Regions from separate parts of the Zea mays genome. Here region 2 is linked to region 1. A link is a contact called in public Hi-C data. All regions are on one chromosome and are shown on one strand. Each heading gives the region's core, a stretch centred on a gene start, on an enhancer-like site or on the middle of the called end of the contact. The rest is flanking DNA. Distances are from core to core; before and after follow the strand shown.

Region 1 (4,257 bases), core at 1,075-3,574:
AAGACTCGACCGGCGCCAGGCCGTGCAAAAGGCATCGCGTTTTGTCACCTCGCCCACTGTCCCAGATCCTCACGCACGAAAGAGGGGGATGCAGTGCTGCCCTAGCCTAGCTAAAGTGACTGCTAAATTTCACCTAGCCACACACACACACACTTTGACTTTGGATGCACGAATGCTGAATATATATTTTGTACTACTGCTGTGCTGTGCAGGAATTCTGTGTGTGTGTGTGTTTCATGTGTGGTTAGGTTGGATGTATAGTACGCACGGTCAATAAAAGTTTTTTTTTTCAAAAATAACGTGCGAAATCGTTTGAAAACGCAGGAGGCTCGTGCCCGTAGTAGAGTAGGAGCAAAGGACGAAGGTACGGTGCGAGGGCGCCAATAATTCATCATCATGGCCATGGAGGGACAGAGGTGACGAGAGGCCCACATGGCATGGGACACAAGGGAGGTAGGGCGTGCACGGTGCACGGACTAGCTAATCACGACAAGGACTGGATGGACCCGACCTACCGGTCGGACCATGTACCCCTACAGGGCCGGACCAGACCCCCCCCCCCAGCTCAGCTTTTTACACGCCGGGGGCCCGCCACTGACCCGTAGCACTACCCGGCCCGAAATTTGTTTACTGTTGCTGTGCCGTCAATGGCGGTCAGTGGATGGGAGCGGTAAAAAAAATGCAGTGCTTTCTTTCGCGTCTGCACAATGGAGATGATGGCATGCATGCACAGAAAGATAAGGCCGGAGCTCTTTAATTATATGTCCGGGCCGGGGGTGATGCCGATGGTTGGCCCCTAGCCTGACCATGACGTGGATGCACTCCCACTCGAATGTTCCACCGAGTGTGCGTTAATAACGGTCATTATCACGACTATGAAAGCCTTAATGACGCAGGGGTGCTAGTACTGGTGAGTGATGAGTGCCAGAAGATTTGGAGCTCACGCATCCTGACACAACACATGATTGATTGATTCGCCGGCCTTCCACACGTTTTAACTTTATGAAGATTTTAATCCTCATGGAAGCCACGAACAGAGTAATTTAGAGCAGTACATAAACATGCATGGTCCATGGAAGAACAAAATAGTCCGCAGGAGAATCTTTCAAAAACAAAACAAAAATAGTATAAAACGAAACACTTCAGTCTACGGCAAAGAAATTCATCTTGGATGGAGCAAATAATAGATGTGCTGCTGAGTGCTAACTGTTGTGGCCTTGCTGCTAGCTTGAAAATATGTGCTAGCTTCAAAATATGTGCTAGCCACAGCGCTGCGTAGCACAGCCGATCAAGAAAAAATGGATATTCTCCTGCCTTTTTGTATTTGTTGTGCTACTCCTTTCCCTCTCTCTGCCCGTGAACGGAAATTTTCTTTTTTCACGTGCGCCATGTACATTGCCGAGATTTGAGCATGTTAGCTAGCATAACTTGAGCTCTAATTAAGCTCGCCTGGGACTCAACTTACGACTGATGCCAACTGATTAAGACAAGCGAACTTTTAAGCTAGTTTTAAAAATAAAATACTACTACTCCCAACAAACAGCTACTTACTAGCAGGTAGCAGCAGACCGAGGGTCGAGACAAAAACAAAACAAAAAAAAAAGGAGAAGGCGGTGGCGTTGGTCGGGTGCTCACCGGGACGTGGGAGTCGCGGGCGTTGCGCTTGGGGTCGGTGGCGGAGAAGACGGTGTAGACGAGCACGAAGGTGCCGATGATCTCGGCGCCGAGGCCGGTGCCGCGGGAGTAGCCGGAGGCGAGCGAGTTGGCGCCGCCGCCGTACCTGTCGAAGTAGGCGCTCTGGAACGCCTTGACGAGGCCGACGCCGCAGATGGCGCCGAGGCACTGCGCCACGATGTAGAGCAGCGCGCGCACCAGGGAGACCTTGCGCGCCAGGAAGAGGCCGAAGGTGACGGCGGGGTTGATGTGGCCCCCCGAGATGCCGGCGGTGCAGTAGACGAGGACGAAGATCATGCCGCCGAAGGCCCAGGCGATGCCCAGCACGCCCACGCCGCCGCACGCCGCGTCGGCGCCCGACGCCGACGCGTCCGTCTGGTGCTTGTACCCGATCACGGTGGCCACCGTGATGTACAGGAACAGCAGCGTGGCGATGAACTCGGCGATCACGGCGCGGTACAGCGACCAGGACCCCAGCTCCGCCGCGTCGATCAGCGGCGCCGGGGGAGGGTCCGTGTAGTCCTTGGCAGCGAACTCGCCGCCGCCAGCGCCGCTCTCGATCACGTCGTCCTTGCCCATCGTCTTCTAGAGCCGCCGAGACTAGCTTGAAGCTTCGCTTCGCTTAGCAGAGAGACTATACTTGCAAAGGGGATGATGGAATGGATGAGTGCGCGAAGGAGAGGGTGCAGTGGTGCTATTTATGGAGGGAGTGAAGAGTAGGTAAGTGACAACAAAGCACAATAGTGCTGCAAGGCTGGGGCGGGCCATGCTCCCCCGCTTCATTATTGCTTGATGGAATGGAACAGAAAATTCAGCAGCTTCTGTACCGATTCCTGCCTTTTTTTATTAAATCAACTTTGTGTTGATAAGATTGAATGGCCTTTTCTTTTCTTTTCTTTTCTTTCTCTCTCTGTTTTTTCCCCTGGGTATTATTTCCTGACGCTGTCGCTCTCCCTTTTGGTTTTGTTTGCGTGCTCCAATCCAACGATGCTGGCTGGATAGGCTATCGAGGTTTGTGCTGTAAAGCCAAGGATCCCCCCACAGGCCCACAATCCATGGGCTGGGGTATTTGTTTTCCGAGGGGGAAAAATGGTACAAGTTTCCATGGATGGAATCCGGGGAAATGAAAATGCGACAAGATAAAACTTTTAAAAAATGTTACAAGATATGTACGTAAGTCAATGGTTACCCTGCGCTGTCAATTAAAAATCAAACGGCTAAAACACTAACCCCCCGGCTCCGCTCCCTAGTCTCTATCAATCAAGGAAACAAGAGCCCCCGAGAAAACAAGCTTCGAATAGAACTGGAGGCAGACGAGTGAAAGGGGTTGGGCGGCAATTTCCGACATTTTTAGTCCCCTTCTTTAGAGCTCCTTTGGAAAACGTAATTATTTTATAGAAGAGAACATATCTAGTTTACATGGAAGATTGATGCATATGGTACACATATTAAATCATCATCACTTATTTTAGATCTAACGTCTTTAGTTGTTTGGTATATTTTGCTAAGGACACCTTCCACCGTGGTGGTGTGTAGTGGTGAAATGTGTTATTTGTAAATTGAATTATCAATTAGAGACGTTAAATCTAAAATAAGTGGTGATGATTTAATATGTGCACCATATGCACCAGTCTTCCATGTGCACAAGATATATCCTGGTATAAGAATTTCGTTCAAAAACACAGGGAAAACACACAGTATTCAGAAATTTTTTCTTTGTTTCAAATGAGCCCTTAACATACGAGTTATAGGACCGATCTCAAGTCTATCTTCTTTTCTCCCTAATTCGCACTAGGACGCAAACTCTTACATAGTTATGTCACAAGAGCGCCATATAAAATGGAACAGAGCATGGAAGCCAACACTTTTTGCTTCCACAAATCCTGGTCGCCGCACATACTCAGACCCCCAGGTCTCGATAACCTTAGCGCCCCTAGTGATCAGATTCATCTCTAATCATGTTAAGGCTTGTTCGGTTAACTCTCAATTCATATAGATTGAGTGGGATTAGGTGAGTTTAAATCTCAAGTAAGTCAAATTTCTTCTTAATTTTTTCAATCACATTCAATCCATAAATAACAGAATTAACCGAACAAGACACCCACTGCACTGGCCACCGACGTCCTTCCACAAATCCTAACTCCGCGGGAAGGAGGAGGAGAATGAGGACACCTAAACACCGACGTTCCTACAGCGGAACTCCACGACAACAAATAGCGTCATCCTAGACATTGGCCATCAAGGTGTGAACCCCTTGTTCTTGCAAATCAAATAGATGTACATGAACACTTCAATACAAAAGTCATGGATGGATATTTGGAGGGTCATTCGGATCCTAAGAATCTAGAAGTTTATCGATGATATTAGAGTCGTACTGAGATCCCCTAATGATCCTAACCATGAGAATAGAAAACAAGAGTACTTACATCTCTACTAATCTTTTTAATTAATCTCTAAAGACCTATATATAAATAGGGTTATCCATGTCATAACTATTGTTGCCATGCGGGATAGAAGAAAGCAAAGAGGTTCTGCACTCGAAGCGAAGCCCAAGATACTGTTCTCAACTGCGCACAGGCACAT
Region 2 (4,257 bases), core at 1,249-3,748, 330 kb after region 1:
AAGGACCTGTAGACATATCAATCCACAAATATTTAAAATCTTCGCATGACTAATCTAGTCATAGTTCAATCTGTTAGTGGGCTGGAAACCCTAACCCTAACCAGGGTTGGGGGAGCTATATTTATAATAGAGTTGTTGGCCCTAAGCCCATTACATAGAAAACACCCCATTACAATACAAAGCCACAAATAACTCTAACACTCTCGTGGTCGAAATTCTAGCCACGACAGATGTTAAGACTGGACCAAACCTCCTCAAATAACGATGTAGTTAGGCCCTTGGTGAAGATGTCGACAAACTGAGAAGTGGTCGGGACATAGAGAACTCGCACATCCCCGACGGCGACACGCTCGCGGACGAAGTAGAGGTCGAGCTCAACATGATTTGTGCGCTGGTGCTGAACAGGATTGGTGGAGAGATACATGGCACTGACGTTATCACAGTAGACAAGTGTGCTCCATGTCAACGGACTGTGCAGCTCCTGGAGCAGCTGACGAAGCCATGCCGCCTCAGCGACGCCATTAGCCACAGTGAGGTACTCGGCCTCGGCGCTGGAGGGGAGAAACGAATGGAATATAAGGGGATGGAGCTGTCGCATCGAGCAACCACAGCAACAGTAAGATCTCGTATGGTAAGTCCCCAGGGATCGAACTCCATAGAACAACGGTTATCAGTGGTGAAGCGACGGACCAAGAGAAGGTTCTAGATGATGTTGGGACAACAAAAATGTCGCTGAGGTAGAAAGGACCAGGAAGAACTGTCACCTACTAAGGTGACAGGTAGAGTCAACCCATTACCGACAATGATGAATGGAATGTGGGGCTAAGAGAATGAGGTAAAGAGACAACTCTAGGGTCAGGAATGGTATGGAACGAGACGCCAGAGTTGGCAACCTAGTCGGTGGGAGGAGGCGGTGGCGATGATATGAAGGATGAGAGAGCCAGCGGTGACACACCCACAGAGCCACCGGAAGGGGTGCTGGGGTCGGCAGTGATGAGCATGCTGACGGCAAGCGTGAATGGGGAAGAGGACAAGGCCTCGGTCGTCATGAAGACAATTGTGGTGCTGGGAAACACAAACAACCCAGTAGTGTGGCGGCCCGTCTGAGGGTGGAGCTCGATGCAGTAACGGAGAATACGATTCATGACACGATCAAAGGTCACGAAGGTGCCCCGGAGAAGATGGTCAGTGTAAAGGAAGACGCGCACATAGTAGGGATGCTCGAGAACCACGGTGGAGGTAAGGTTCGTCGCTGTTAGACTACCCGTCTAGGGTTTGTGTTATTCCCATTGTAATGACCGTTATACCCCCTGTGTAATGGGCCTGGCCCAGTTACTCACTCTATTAATATCACTCCCAACCCCTGTTTAGGGTATGGGTTCCTATTCCAACATGGTATCAAAGAGCTAGGTTTAGGTTTAGGTTTTTTTTTCAGCCGTCGGTCCCAAACGACCGGCCTCCTCCCCGCCGCCGGCTCCAGCCACCGTCTCCTTTCCCTCCCACCTCCGGCCGCCAGCCTCCCTCCCCGGCGCGCCGCCCTCCCGTTTCCCGTCGCGCCCAGAGCCCTCCCGTACCCGCGCATCCGTCGCACTCCCGCGACGCCGTGCGCTTGGCCGCGCCTGCGCCAGGCCGCCCGCCGCCTGCGCTCGCGCGCCCGCCTGCTCCAGGCCGCCCGCTGCCTCCGGAGCCGCGCTCCCGTAGCCGCCGCTCGTCGCCGACTGCCGCCGAGGACCCGACGCCCGCGCGCCGAGCTCTGCACCCCGCCCGGTCCGTACACCCGCCCCTGCTCATCCGGCCGCACGCCCCGGCGCCCTGCCGAGCCGCCCGTTCAGGGCCGCGCAGCCCCGCGCCCAGAGTCGCGCCCGCCTCGCCTCCCCGACGCCCAGCGGCCCGCGACCGAGCAGCGCCACCGCTCCTGCCCAGGCGCCCGCGACCGGCCCAGGCCGTCGCGCCGCCTGCCGATCCGGCGCCCCGACGCCGCCCCTCGCCTCTCCGATCGAACCAGGCCGCAGCCGCCAGGCCGACCGCGCCCGGCCCTGCAGCACCCGACACCTGTACGTCTCCGGCCATCGACGCCCCCTGGAAGCCAGCAGAGCCGCGTCCCACCCCGTCCAGCGGAGCCCCTGCTGCGGCGCCCTCCCGTCGTCGCCCCGATGGACACGTCCACCGCCGCCACCACTGCGGCTATGTTGGCTGCCATGGACACCACCGCTGCCACCACCAAGCGGCGCCGGGCGCGAGATGGGGAGGGGGCTACGCAATCGCGGGCAGTGTGCGACAACTGTGATCAGTTGTGGCGCACTGAAGGCGCAGGAGCAGGGGATGCACCCAAGGGGAGGAGAGCTAACCGTCGGCAAGGGGGTGAAGACACGACCGGCCGGCGTGAGGCCGGAGGGGGGCAGAGCAGGGGCGATGGGGCTGCCCACAGCCGGTAGAGGTGCGTCAGGGCCACTGTGGGCGGAGGCGAGAGCGCCATGGTTGCAGGGAGTCGAAGGGGACGCGTCAGGGCCGCAAGGGACCAGCGGCGAAAGGAGAGGCCAGCTAGCACTTGGGGCCGGGACAGCCGCGCCATGGCTTTAGGGAGCGTCGGGAGCTCCGCCATGGCGGAGGTGAAGCTAGACGGCATCGGCGTGGCCTCGGGCGTCACGAGATGCGTGTGTATGGCGGGGCTGGGAAGCGCGGGGAGGAAAGCGATAAAGATCCCACCGTCGGAGGAGGTAGCAAGGGTTGTGCGTTGGTGCTGCTGGGCGACGGCGCAAGCAGGACCTTGCCGACGCCTATGGGTGGTAATGGATCGTGATCCAAATGGTTCTTCACAAAATGTCAAGGCCCTAAATAAATTATAGTTCAAAAATGACTAGAAATAGAGCCCGATCCTAACCCGATTCGATCCTTAAATCTTATAGTGCAAAATGTATAGCCCATTATCATCCCTACCGACGCTAGAGGAAGATGGGGAGACATCCAAGAGTACGAGAGGCGTCGAGCCAGAGAGGGCGCGCGTAGCTCACTGTGTACAGGGGGGCACCGACGGGAGCCGTGGAGAGGACGGCAGGGGGCAAAGCGGTCGCGCCGGCCTGGTGGAGGACGGTCGCGCCGGCCAGATGGAGGTAGGGCTGACAATGGGCCTCAAATTTTACACTATAAAACTTAAGGATCAAATCGGATTAGGATCGGGCTTTGTTTTTATTCATTTTTGAACTAGAAATAATTTAGGGCCTTACCAAATTGTGAAGAGGTATTTGGATCGCGATCCATTACCACCCCTAGATGGAGGGCAGTCGCGTCAGTCGAATGGAGGGCGGCCTCGCCGGCCTACAGGAGCGCTGGGCGTCGCAGCGATGGCTAGGAGGATGGACACGCTGACCAAAAGCAGGGCAGCCGCGCCGACCAGAGGATAGCGGTTGCATCAGCCTGTACAAAGGATCTCAAGCAGGCGCGACTGCGAACTTGCGGCGAGGGCACGGATCCACGCGCGCGGAGACGAACTATCAGGGAGGGTCGCCGGAGGAGGGGAAGGGGGAGGAGGTCAGCTGGCTACTGTAGCACGGGTACAGGCAGGGGCAGTGGCTAGGTGGGAGGAAAGGGGAGAAAAACAACTATACCTAGCTAGATACCAGAGATGCTGGGGATGTCCAGAGGTCATAGTGGATGAGGTCGAAGGGGCGAGTAGCGCGGGGCGTGGAATAGGAAAAAGGTAAGCAAGTGTGACGCCCAAGCGCATGACAAAGCGATGTGGCGTCGCCGCGAGGACAAGGAATGGCCGAGGTGGCCGAGAGTCGAGAAAGAACGTCGTGGCCAGAGTGGTCAAGACGACGGTGCCAAGTGGAGGCAAGGGCGTAGGGTGTGGCAACATGGGCAGAGGAAGGTGGGGCGGGGAGAGACGCCTGAAAGAGGAGGCAACGCAACATGTTGTTGGTGGTGCGAATCATGCGCTCGACTCAGCCATTCTAAGGGGAGGTGTAAGGGCACGACATCCAAAGCTGCACGACGTGGGAGAGAAAGAATGTGTGAGACGTGGAGTTATCAAACTCTCGTCCATTATCGCACCGAATGGCCTGGATGGTACGACCGAACTGAGTCAACATCCATGCAAAGAAATGAGAAAGGTGGGGGAAGATGTCAAACTTACAATGGAGGGGAAAGGTTCACAAGTAGTGAGAGAAGTCATCCAAAATGACGAGTGTCCCAAGATCGCAACTTGGCTCCGATACCATGTTAGGTCTAGTTTGGGTACTCTAGTATTGACCTCAATCC

The links. Hi-C and Micro-C count contacts between places; a contact is called where the count stands out from the background.
Region 2: a Hi-C map of endosperm shows a contact between it and region 1, with 2.1 times the contacts expected there. The contact joins the enhancer-like site here to the promoter of LOC541888 in region 1. A contact is called at or near these places in 6 of 25 Hi-C or Micro-C datasets (bundle sheath, ear, endosperm and 3 more).

Annotation. Positions count from the first base shown.
Region 1 is chr7:42,615,154-42,619,410 of Zm-B73-REFERENCE-NAM-5.0, forward strand. It overlaps LOC541888 (plasma membrane intrinsic protein 2), which reads right to left and starts at 2,325. Exons shown (of 3, transcript NM_001111554.2): 1 at 1,636-2,325. The coding sequence starts at 2,253.
Region 2 is chr7:42,940,848-42,945,104 of Zm-B73-REFERENCE-NAM-5.0, forward strand. It overlaps LOC103632291 (phosphomannomutase/phosphoglucomutase), which reads right to left. Exons shown (of 17, transcript XM_008654105.4): 15 at 1-6. Among protein-coding and RNA genes, the nearest start is that of LOC103632291, 60 kb to the right of the region's middle. Within about 2 kb of position 2,499, at least 1 of the 20 cell types and tissues checked has an H3K27ac peak or open chromatin away from gene starts, as enhancers often do. A contact at or near this core is called in endosperm, where this site is marked.